Linked DNA regions of Mus musculus: regions 1 and 2 are each linked to region 3. A link is a contact called in public HiChIP or PLAC-seq data. All regions are on one chromosome and are shown on one strand. The core of a region is the stretch at or near the end of the contact, and the rest is flanking DNA. Distances in the headings are between cores, read along the strand shown. Region 1 has its middle 33 kb from the start of Gm41111. Region 2 has its middle 15 kb from the start of Gm32379. Region 3 overlaps Zmiz1 (zinc finger, MIZ-type containing 1).

Region 1 (3,913 bases), core at 153-2,652, 480 kb before region 3:
AGAACCATCTTTTCATTACTGCCCACGGACCTCCATTATGGGCCACCGATTTCAAGAAAAGTACTGTTTGCAGAAAGAAGGATTGCTCCTAGCTGAAGTTTGGGGGTTGGCTTCAGGTAGCATGTGAAGGCTTGTCCTCAGCCTCAGGAGACTTTCTCTGAAGCCACAGAGAGATGACACCCTCCCCAAGACTCTAGCAGGGAATCTCATTTCCCTTCTGTGTTATAATGTATCTTATGATATGGTACCTCAGGAACTTGGCCAAAGATATCCTGTGGCAGGGTCAGGATTTGAACCCCTGGCCTCAGACTCTTGGCCTACTGTTCTTCCTCCATCATCTCTACAGTGTGTCTCACATGAAAGAAGGACCCTAGTAGCCAAGCACAAAGTCTGACCAGGCCAATGTACAGAGAGAACATTGAAGTTCAAGGGCACCTGAAAACCACTTAAAGGTATCGAGCACTGGAGTGGTTGAGCTGCCACGGAGGCCTAGGTTTTACTTTTAACATCAAGACGTGGATGAATCCAACTCAACTCTTAGTGTAAGGCATTTAGACAGTCCCCAACTTAACCCGGTTAACTTGGGACAGGTAGACTTAAGCAATATTTGCCAACTGTATGAGACTTTACAGTTAACAAGCAATCTTTAAAAACTACTTTACATCTGGAATTTCTGATCTCTTCTTTGGCTTACAATATGAAGTGAGACACCTCCTCTCACTCTGCTCAGCTGTAGGGTAGTGTGCTTGTGTTTAAGACACTCTTGGGAATGTTGGGGGGGATCAGAGACTGGGGAGACAGATGAAAGCATGAGGGTCTGAGATTGATGCCAGATCCCATGTAAGAAGCTAGTCAAGGCAATATGCACGTGTAATCCCAGCGTTGGTGAGGCCTAGACAGGAGTATCCCTGGGGCTCACTGGCCACCCGAATCACTAACTCCAGGTTCAGGAGACATTGCGTCTCAAACAAATGTAGTAGAAAGCAACTGAGGAAGATGCTTGACATCAGCCCCAGACCTTTACACTCACATACAAATTCAACTGCTGCTTTAAGCACACACACACACACACACACACACACACACACACACACACACACACATAAATAAATAAGTCTGGACTAAGCTAGGGTGTTTGGTAGGTCAGGTGTACTAAAAGCATTTTCATGTTAAGATATTTTCATCTTACTGTGAGTTTAGCAAGATGGAGCCCATTGGAAATGGAGGGACAGCTGCTGGGGGGGGGCGGCATGAGAATCTTGCCTTCTTTCCCCACCAAGCATCCCCCCAAGTGATCACCTAGGGTGAAGTGGGAGTGTATCTGCATTGAGTGTCCCTGTCCCACCCCAGAGGTCCACTGGGGACATGCTTGGCTAGCAATTGCAAGAAGCTCCGGCAAAGACAAACAAAAGGTAACTGGAATGTGCCCCAGGGGGCCCATTAGCTTCCTGGAGCCTCCTGAGCATTCCCAGGAGGGATCATGGCTGGGCGTGTGTGATCAGCGGCAGGCACTGTCACAGGCAGCTGCTGGCATATTAATATTCCAGATAAATGGCTTTTGGCTCGGGCGAAAGATCCTGCTTGGGAGCAGGCTTTTCTTTGAAGCTCCTGAGAGGGGCAGCTTGCAGAAAAAGGCGAAGGGAAAAGGCAGCTTTGCAAAAAAAAAAAAAAAAAAAAAAAAAACCGATTCCACTCCAGAGCCTCTGCCCCAATCCATCTCTGTTTATTTAGTGCCTCTCCCTCTCCTGATTCATGGCAGGCTTACAAGAAAGGAAAGCTAGACAGGGAGGAAAGGAGGGAGACAAGGAGGGAGAGGGGAGGGGGGAAAGGAGGAGGAGAGCAGAGGGGAGAGAGAGAGAGGGAGGGAGAGAGGGGAGAGAGAGAGAGAGAGAGAGAGAGAGAGAGAGAGAGAGAGAGAGAGAGAGAGAGAGAGAGAGAGCTTGGCTGCATATATCACGTCCTCCCCCAGGAAGCCTGTCAACAATTAGCCAGGAGGCTGAGGTGCTGAAGCCTCAGAGCCTTCCTGAGACATTCTACACAGGCAAGCATCCTTGGCACCTCCCCAGCCACCCCTAGCTTCACTGTATCTGTGCTATGAGACCCTGGCTGGACCACTTAGACTCTGAGCTTGTCTGCCACATAGAAGAGAGAGGGGGAAAGCATGAAATCCTTTCTCCTGGATGGTTGAGCAAATGCAGTCATAGACACAAAGCAACTTCCATTTGGGAGGGGATTTTAGATGCCATCCTTACAAGGTGAGGCTCGGGGCTGGCAAAGTAACTCAGAGGGGAAGAGGGGTGCCCTGTGCAAGTCTGAGGAGCTGAATTCCATCTCCAGCCCCCACATTAAAGGAGAGGCCAAGCATGGCCACTTGCATACCTGTAACCCGATGCTGGGGGGGGGGGCGGGGGGAGACAACAGGATCAGTGTGGTTTGTTGGCTGCCAGGTTAGCTCCAGGTTCAGTGAAAGACCCTATCCTAAGGGAAAAGATAGAGGGGGTTGACCAGGTTGTCAACATCCTTCTTTATCCTCTAATGAAGAGTATGGGCATGCATATCACAGTGCAGACACATGAGCTAAATGTGTGTGCAGATGTGCGTAATACACACACATAAACACAGAGAGAGAGAGAGAGACAGACAGACAGACAGACAGAGAGACAGAGAGAGAGGGCGAGAGAGAGACAGAGAGACAGGGACAGAAACAGACATACAGAGAGACAGACACAGAGAGAGACAAAGAGAAACACAGACACACAGATAGACACATACAGAAAAGGACAGACAAATATACACAGACAGACACACACAGAGAGACAGACAGAGACAGATAAACAGACAGACAGAAATAGACAGAGACAGATATACACAGAGACAGACATACATACATACAGAGACACCCAGACATACACAGAGTCACGCCCACAGACAGACAGACAGACACAGGGACAGATAAACAGACAGACACAGAATTAGACAAAGACATATACACAGAGACAGACATATAGACAGACATACAAACACACCCAGACACACCTAGAGACACGCACACAGAGAGCCAGACAGAGCCAGACACACACACGCACATGCACACGCGCGTGCGCACACACACACACACACACACACACAGAGAGAGAGAGAGAGAGAGAGAGAGAGAGAGAGAGAAAACACAGCAGCAGCGTTCAAGACAGATGGACCCACCCAAGCAGCCTGAGTAGAACTATTGCCATTTATTCTAACTGCTGAGGTATGCAGGGCCATGAAGCACAGTGGTGTAAAGTCCCTCATTCCCAATTTTATAGGTGGGGGAAACTGAGGCACACAGAATGACTTAATCAAGTAAGTTAGATGCCATCACAGAATAAAGTCTCGTGTTTCCATCTCCCTGGATACACAGATTCATTTTTAACAGAGATTGTTCTACTCAGTTCTGTCTCTGTTCCCTCAAACCCTGTACTTAGACAGGCCATCTTTGTCATGGCTAGTTCTGGTAATACTTAGCCCCAGCCCTCGCTACATGAGCATAGCCCAGAGGAACTGATTGCAAACATGTCTCAGGCCCCACCCAAGAGGGCAAGTGTGTACTGGGTCCAGCATCTTGGGGTCTACAGTGGCGTTGGTAGCTCTAGAGAGGAACATGGTGGAGGACTGCTGGACTTGGTCCTCCAGCAGAGGAAGGGACAGTGTTCCTTTATCTTTGGATCCTAAGCAGAATTGCCTGCATCTCGGTTTCCTTATCTATGACTCTTTCCAGGCATACTGTAAGAGCCAAGCAAAACATGGTGCCTGATTCCTTTATAAAAAAAATGCTTTGGCTGACCCAGGAGAAGCTAGTGAGGAAACCAGACCAGTGTGCTCAGTGGAAGATCACCAGCATACCAGTCACAGAGGCCATCGCTTAGGCCATATCCAG
Region 2 (4,071 bases), core at 1,071-3,570, 270 kb before region 3:
AGATGGCTACTCAAAAAAGAAACGGTGTGCAAAATTGAACAGACAGGTCTTTTTCACTCTCTGTTCCATCTCTCCGTACCATGACATCTTCCACTGCAAACCCCAAGGGCACTGAGACACACACCATGTGCCTTTGGGAGTATGTCACTACAGTTAGAAAACAGAGACAAGAGCTGGAACTTCAGCCCCACTGACCTGACTTCAAGCCCCACACGGCCATTAACACGAGGTAGAGTCTGTTATCCAGGAAGACGCTCATGCAGAAATAGGTCCCATGAGGAAGGCTACCTTTGAGGTACTCCTAGAGCTGATGTGAGGTGACACTGGTCAATCACTTTGTTCGGCCTTGACCCATGGGATGTGTTTCATAGACGGTAGCTATGCTAATTAACATAGGTACAATAAAGTACAAGCCCCCTGCCGATCGTGTGAGGGACAGGATGATAATGACGGGTGATCAGGCTGCCAGCTATGACTCTCAAGTGTCTGGCTCTCAGGAGTTCAATGTTTCCTATCACACTCTGTCACTGACGCTTCTTGTCCAGGAATGTGCCCACCCCGTGTGGGACCAAGAGAGAGCAGAATGGCATCTTGTGATGGGCCAGGTACCCACACCCTCTGCTCAAGGACTTTGCTGAGAGCTAAGAATGATCATATCCATTTAACAGATAGGAATCCAGAACTTTCCTGAGGACCCAGAGTTGGACAGGGGACAGTTCAGGGACACAGGCCTGGCTCCTCAAAGATATAAGCCCAATGCCTCTGCCTCTGAATTAAATCCTTTGCCATGATCCACAGATACTTCTAGAAAAGAATTATCATGCCATTGACTGACTTCCCAATGATGCACAGATCACTCCAGAATCCAGGACTTAATGCATGGAGCTTTCCCCACAGGCCTGAGTCCCAAAGATGCTGCCAGCAGAGGATGCCTTAAACCTTCCTCCTGACAGTCTCGCTGGCAGAATCCCAGAACTGCAGTGCTGAGGGACCTGGAAGAAGTCTTTGAAGTCTCCCTCATACGGAGCTGCAGAAAGAGGCTTGTTGTCTTATGCAGAGAGCAGTTGAAGATATCAAAGGGAAGATAGGATGTTAAATTTGAGTGATCAATGTTTAATAGTCAGGGTTGTAAGCTGTCACGAGGGATGCAGTGGGTGGGAAGCCTCACGTACTGTAGGATTTGAGATGACACTGCCCCGGGCTGTGGAGGAGCCCTCTGGCATCCCTGTAAATAGGGAGGACAGATCAAGAGGTACAGGGGTGAGCCCACACTCCTCTGCCTGGCTGCTTATGTGGGGGGCATTGCATAGAATAGGGATGTTTTGGGTGGAAGTAAACCCTCAGATTCTGACCAAGCAGCAACCAATCATACAAATATTGGTCTCTTCTCAACAGGACGGTTAAGGGCCCCCAGAAAGGTAGAGAGGGGTCCACCTTGGATTAAGGAGACCTGAGGATCCAGCCCTTGTCAGGGATAACTTCAACATTGCACTGAAACTTCTCTGGGCAGAAATAGGAGGCTGCATGGACTCTGGGAGAAATGGATGCTAAAGGGGGTGGGACCTTCCTCTGTAGGACAGTCTCAGGGGCAGAGCCTGCCCTTCTGGGTCTCCTAGCATCTATGATGTCTGTTGCCATTCACAAGAGCTTGGAGGAATGTCAGCTCCCTTGCTTTGTGATATCCAGACCCTAGCAGATGGGGTGAGCTCCCCCAACCCAGGCCCTCTGTCAGTCACCCTCACAGGTTGTTCTGTGGCAGGGAACACGGCTCCCTCTGGTCCCTCCCCTGGAGCTCATATGCACGGCTGTGGAGTGACAGGGCTGAGGACCAGAAGGAGCGAGCTCCCTAAAAGCTTTCTTGGCTGAAGAGCAAGAGACAGGCTGGGCTGTCCCCACAGGCAGCCCTCATCTGTTCCCAAATTCGGGCATCCCCAGAGAGCATCAGGAAGGGCTTGGAGGAGTGGAGATGCAGACTGACTGACAGAAGAACAAATCCTGAAACTCCAGCCCCTGTGCCTGGCTAGGCAGGGGCCTCCAGACCTCACATGGCTGCCTGCCACCTCCTGAGCAAAACACAATTTCACGACTCTTTGGGGGATAAAGGATTTTATTTACCTCTTTTCAAAAGCTTCAGAATTCTTCCTGAACATCAAATAACTCCTGGCAAACACATCCTGATGAGTAACACGAAGTGAAATAGAACCAGATGGGCTGACTCGCTCTGGGCTTGCGCGGGAGGGGGAAGGGCGGATCTCACTCACAGAGAGGCTGGGCTGTGGGCCACAGGAAGTGCATCAGGAGGGGGGCACAGCCTTCCAAGCAGGGAGGGGACAAAGTCCCCTGGACTTTGCCGGAGATGGAGTCACACTGCCTGCCATCTGGCTTTGTTGGGAAGAGAAAAGAAATGGGGTTTCCGGCAGCCTGTTGGTGGCACCCCAGCAGTGTGGATCATGCCAAGCCTGGCATCTATGGCACTTGGGACCCAGGGGACTCTGAGACATAAGCTCCTGTGATAGGGAGATTGGATGGCCAGTGTATTTAGAATCCTCTAAGAACCTCCTGAGGACTCCGCGAATTATCCAAACAAGAGTGCTCTCTCTCTCTCTCTCTCTCTCTCTCTCTCTCTCTCTCTCTCTCTCTCTCTCTCTCTCTTGATTTGGTTCCACTCAGCTGAAACACACCATTTCCCAGCCTCTTTTCAAGAGGAAGCACTGTAGCAGCCCTGACCAGTGGGAAGCAGCTAGTGTCTAAGCCACTCCTTCCTTGTGCCATCCTTGACCTCCAGGAGGGAGGCTACAGCTGGAGCTGGAGTTCCACGGATGAGATGAGCAAGTCTGGTGGGGCAGGGAGCCTGAACCGCACATGCTCTGTGGAGCCACTGACTTATCCTTGAACATCTCTGGCCTTGTGCCTATCCGTGAGGATGTGCTGCTGTGGGGTTAGGCAGACGATATTAGGGTTCTCTGGATCCTGACACCAGACCAGTGGCTCCAGTCCCAGGGAAGCAGTCCTAGCAATCCAGACTGCATCAACTAATCTCTTATGCTCCAGAGACTCCCATGCCTCATGTAGCTGTCCCAGTTGCCTTAGGGGTCTCCTGCCCAACTCCTTCAGGAGGCTCTTGCCACTTCCACGGCAGCAGAGGCCACTAGCCCCAGTGTTCAGCCTGCCGCGCCCCCCCCCCCCCCGTGACCTCTCCAGACGGTAGCCTGTCTTTTAAGAGCAGAATGTTAAAACTGAGGGTACCGACCCTCTAGCTTATCTGGGTGTGGTCATCTTAACATGGGGTTAGATAAAATGAAACTTGTGTGTGGCAAACCAGGCCATGTTAGTCACCCAGGGTGGTAAGAGAGCCACATGGGAACTTGGAAAGCTTATCCATTGATTTTTTTTTTCTGGCATGGACTTTAACGGCAGGATCTCTTAGATGACAAACATCTGAAGCAGAACTTTTACATGTAAGGCAGACTCTGACGGGCCTCTTCTGGGAAGTCCTGGAGATTCTGCAGAGCACTGTTGGAAGTCACCGTGGCTGAAAGCAAAGGAAAATGCAGACAGCTAGCAAGCTGGGCAGAGCTGGGAACAGCAGCAGAGTTTGACTGCTAGTGGTTCCCAGCTCCTCCACACCAAAGGCCCCAATATTGGACACATGCGCTTCTTCCAGCAGATTCTTAATTGGGGCTCCAGGCCATCCATAGGCGAGGCTTCCAACCTGCAGCCCCGGCTTCCTCTCTCTGGCACTGTGTCAGTCTCCAGCCACTGCTCATGCTGCTCACCTTCCACACAACTTTCTCAGAGACTGGCCTAACTTTCCTGAAGGAACATGTCCCCTGACCCATTGCTATAGTATGTTCAAGCTCATATTTCCAAACCCCAGTCTGACCCTCAGTCTCTCTCCCCAAACTTTCATCTTCCCACAGACACTGCCCCACTGTGCCCCTACTTCTCCTCTGAGCCTGTGCTTGTGGCCCTGTGTGATGCTGAGACCATGTTAAGCTTTTGTGGCTCCGTCCCCTGCTCTCTTTGTCCCACCCCGCAGTCCTCCTCCAAGGCCTAACTCATCCTGCCTTT
Region 3 (3,962 bases), core at 699-3,198:
TCCCAGGCACTCAGGGCAATTCAGGTAGACCTCACAGAGACACAAGCAGGGCTGCAGGGGCTTGGGGGGTCACGAGGCTTAGATAGAAGGCAGGCTAGAATGCATACAGACTTCAGAGGACAGAAAGGGTTTGGCTAGCTGGAGAGGTCACTCTGATTGAAGGGTGTGGGTGAGAGGACAGAGGTTTGGAATGGGTCTCGGGGAAAAGCAAACCCTCTCCCATTAGCCACCAGGGCTGCTCTGGCTCAGATGGCCTTGCCTCTTGGTGAACAGAGGCCCCAGGGTAAAGCAGATGGCCAGTGGAGGAGGGGCAGGGGTGGCCTCAGTCATGAGCCAAGCGAAGCCAAGTGGCCCACATAGTCCAGAGTTGAAGACCTTGGCACAAGCACTTGAGCTCTCAACTTGAAAGTTAATGATTCATTTGTGGCCAATTTCTGTTGGCATTTGCCTGGAAATTCCCAAGCCTGCCCCTTCCTTTGGCTTGGGAACTCCAAGAATACAGTCTCATTACTTTTGGCTAAGAGCATCTCACCCTCTCTCTGGGGAACAGCTTTTAAAACTGCTGTGAGACCTCTGCAGGTTATCCATGAGGGAGAACTGGTTCTGGTTGGTGGGTGAGGGTGGGTGGTTTGGGGTCTAATAAAGTTAGAGGCTCACCCTGACCCTGTGTGCCAAGTGTGGATGAAAGGAGCCCTGTTGATATTCATGATGTCCCCCAGTTAGATCAGAACAGATGTGACCAGAATTCAGTCTAAAGTAATGTGGAAAGTGTGCATCAGTTACAACCAGAGAGAGCAGGATTGGGCTGGGTAGAGAATGCACTGTCATATGCAAAGGCCCTGGGTCAAGACAGTCCAGAAGGGTTGAGTAATTGTCGTATGACTGGGGTACAGAGACTTCTGTGAATACAGCAATAAGTGAAGAGCTGGGAGACTGGGAGTTTGACCATGACAAGAACTCACAATAGGAAGTCAGAGGTAAAGCCAGGAGCAGTTGTTTGGTATTATGCCCATTTGGGTCTTGATTTTGCTGGTCAGCAAGACTTTCTAGATAGCCTGCTGGCAAGTTCTGCCCAGGGCCAGGCACCTGTGTGAAACCTGAATTAGAGAGAAGAGATCATATGTGACAACCCGAAGGGGGTGATGACAGGGATACACAGGAGCCCTGAACCTTTGGCAAGCGCACAAGGGAGGCTGGAGCATGACGTCATTCTGGGTCTTGAGGTGAACAGAGCAGTGTTGATTGGGGTCAACCTCAGGAATTCCATGCTCCCTGCAAGCTGTATCCAGCTACTCTGGAGGTCATCCCTGTCCCATGGGAGCCATGTGGCTTTCCCCAGTATCTGTCACTGTGTGTTCAGGCAGAGCCCAGGAGGGGACAGTTGATGGCAGAACAGGGTCTAATTTCAGAGTCTCACCTCTGTATCGGCTCGATGTACTCATTCCCCTACCCCATAGGTTCCTGAAACCTGAGGGACATTCCCTGAATCCCAGGCCACCCTTTCTGAATGATGGTCCAAGTATCTGAGAAAGGGACCTTTTGTCGCTCCCCACTTTGCAGACATCATTGTATAGCACAGTCACGCTCCCCACTTTTCTCCCAGTGAAACCTTTCCAGTCCCTGGTGTGATGGTAAACTTCTCCTCTCCATAAAACATCTCCCTGAGACAGCAGCTTGCTCCACCGAGGGTGTGATCCACGCTTGGCAGGGCCTCTGCTGCCGCAAGTGACAGCCCTGAAAAACATTCGGGAAGAGCAGTGTGTGCTGGGCATGGCTAGAGGAGCAGGGTCAGACTGAGCAGCCCAGCTGGGCCTGGGATCCTCACATGGCCTCTGGCTGCGGCTGCTCCCTCCACCGTGAGGCGGAGCAGTATCAGGTATCTCCTGGCTCCCACAGCCCTGGTGGTGTCTGGGTCCTTGGCATGGTTAGGCAGCAGTGGGGAGCCTGTCTCCCAAGGGTAGCATTGCCAGGCCTGTCTGTGGCTGGATACAGCAGGGCCTTGGACCTACAGCCTCCAGGCCTGCGTCACGCTGGCTTAGGTGTCCTGAATCAGAGCCAGGAAATGGATCTGCCGTACCAGTGTGGTGGGGATACTGACCAGGGCAGCTAGGGTGAACCCCAAGCTCCTGCCTCTGTACACTGAGGATGCTAGCCTCCTATCTATTATGCCTTATGCCTGTGCTCAAGCTGCTATTCCACCTAGTCAGCAGCTGCCCCTCAAACAGGTCCAAGCAGTATTCGGTCTTTACCAAGACTGTCCCCCTTATTCCACTCCCCAGTTACCCTCAGGGCAATTTCCTCCCCCAGGAATGCCCCCAGGAATTACTTCAGTGAATCCTTCTTCTGCCACCATTGTCCTGTCTTCTCTGCACCAGCTCCCCATGGGCCTCTTGTTTGGGCTCCATCATTGTATAGCACAGTCACGTTCTCTTGCAATGGGTTCCCCACTGCCGCTGCCATTAGCCCCTGAGGGCCTTGAGACTTGTTTATTTGTGCATCCCGCAGGCCTGATATATAGTAGGTGCCCAATAAAAGCAGGCTGGATTTAATTAAGAGGCTCCTGAAGGCGGTGCCGGAGTCTCCCTTTGTTAATGATGTGGGGGAAGAGCAAAGGGTTCTAGCAAGTGCAATACCTTACCTCCCTGCCCCCACATACCCCTACCCAAGGTGACTGCTGGGGCTGGGGCTGGGGCTGGGGCCAGCCTGCTGCTGGCCTCTCTCCAGCCTGTGCCTTCCTTGCTGGCAGGAGCCAGCTCCCCGGGCTGCCCGAGTGATCACTCCAGAAAACACCCCAGTGGAAACTGCATGAATGATTGATAAGGGCTGAGAGCTGTTTAATATTTTCCTCCTGTTTAATGGCTATCAATAATTTAATACGCTCTCTGTATGTTTTTAAGAAATAGCACCCATTTTGCCGTCTCCGGTTTAGCGGGCTAAATGATTTAAGTGTTGGAAGTGTGCTCAGAGGGTTGAGGTGGAGCGAGCGAGTCAGAAATCTGGAGTCTGGAGCGGGTGGCAATGAGGGCCACCACAGCATCTTGGCCTGGGATGAGTGTGTGTGTGTGTGTGTGTGTGTGTGTGTGTGTGTGTGTGTGTGTGTGTGTGTTCAAAATGGCCCATGCCTTTCTGCTAAGAGCAAGATAATTGCTTTTCTGGAGCCCCACTGAACAGCAGCTAAACAGCTGTTGCTCCCCCAAACCCTGCCCCATGCTAAGCATGAGGCTCTGGGGGCTCAGGAGCTGGGAAGGAGCTCGACTGGTTCTACCACCGTGGGATGAACCCCCCCCCAGCCTTACCCCTCCCCCCTCCTGAAGCTTTTAGATCATTGTTAACGATGTGTTCTGACCATTGCACTGGAGGGCTGATATCTTCCAGATGGGTTTGGGATGGTGGAGAGAGATATTCAAAGCTGATAATCTCTGGGCCCAGAAGGACCTGGAAGGTCACCTGCCTGTGTTGCCTATCTTTCCAGATGCAGAAGATCACCTGGGAGGTCTTGTTAACAATTTAAATTCCTGGGCTGTCTTCCAGACCTGCATTCTCTCCAGGGAGAGGACAGGACACTGTGGGTTCAGCAATCATCTGAGTGATTTGGTCCTCAGGGGAGTTTGAGAAATTGAAGTCCAGCTTGCGTCTGATCTACCTGTGACCTCGTGGGGCCCTCCCTCTACCTGAATACCTTTAGGGATGCTGTTCTCTCCCTACTCACCCCTACACATACAAACAGCTGCCTTTCCAGCAGACCTCTCCCCAGGGACCTGGCCGTGCTGTGGCTCACCCATGCATGAGGCTTCCTTTCTTAGTAAAGGGTGTCTGAGGTGGGGAATAGGTGCTATGGCCTCTGTAGAGTGAGCTGGCTTCCTCAGGTGGCTGTTAGCTGGAATTGTTGCTGGCACAGTAGGGACAGAAAAAGACCCAAGACCCACAACATCTTGACCTATTGGCCCTCATGCCTTCCACGG

What was found. HiChIP or PLAC-seq counts read pairs in DNA pulled down with a chosen protein or histone mark.
Region 1: a contact with region 3 is called in an HNF4G HiChIP or PLAC-seq map of pancreatic cancer cells. The contact joins two enhancer-like sites. A contact is called at or near these places in 5 of 115 datasets of contacts at active chromatin or transcription factors (astrocytes, bone marrow-derived macrophages, embryonic basal ganglia and 2 more).
Region 2: a contact with region 3 is called in a FOXA1 HiChIP or PLAC-seq map of pancreatic cancer cells. The contact joins two enhancer-like sites. A contact is called at or near these places in 1 of 484 Hi-C or Micro-C datasets (liver) and 3 of 115 datasets of contacts at active chromatin or transcription factors (embryonic stem cells, pancreatic cancer cells and stem cell-derived neural progenitor cells).

The regions. Positions count from the first base shown.
Region 1 is chr14:25,013,994-25,017,906 of GRCm38.p6, forward strand. No RefSeq gene overlaps it. Among named protein-coding and RNA genes, the nearest start is that of Gm41111, 33 kb to the left of the region's middle. Within about 2 kb of position 1,403, at least 87 of the 459 cell types and tissues checked have an H3K27ac peak or open chromatin away from gene starts, as enhancers often do. A contact at or near this core is called in pancreatic cancer cells, where this site is marked.
Region 2 is chr14:25,224,456-25,228,526 of GRCm38.p6, forward strand. No RefSeq gene overlaps it. Among named protein-coding and RNA genes, the nearest start is that of Gm32379, 15 kb to the left of the region's middle. Within about 2 kb of position 2,321, at least 221 of the 459 cell types and tissues checked have an H3K27ac peak or open chromatin away from gene starts, as enhancers often do. A contact at or near this core is called in pancreatic cancer cells, where this site is marked.
Region 3 is chr14:25,495,968-25,499,929 of GRCm38.p6, forward strand. All of the region lies in intron 1 of Zmiz1 (zinc finger, MIZ-type containing 1), which reads left to right. Among named protein-coding and RNA genes, the nearest start is that of Mir3075, 36 kb to the right of the region's middle. Within about 2 kb of position 1,949, at least 100 of the 459 cell types and tissues checked have an H3K27ac peak or open chromatin away from gene starts, as enhancers often do. A contact at or near this core is called in pancreatic cancer cells, where this site is marked.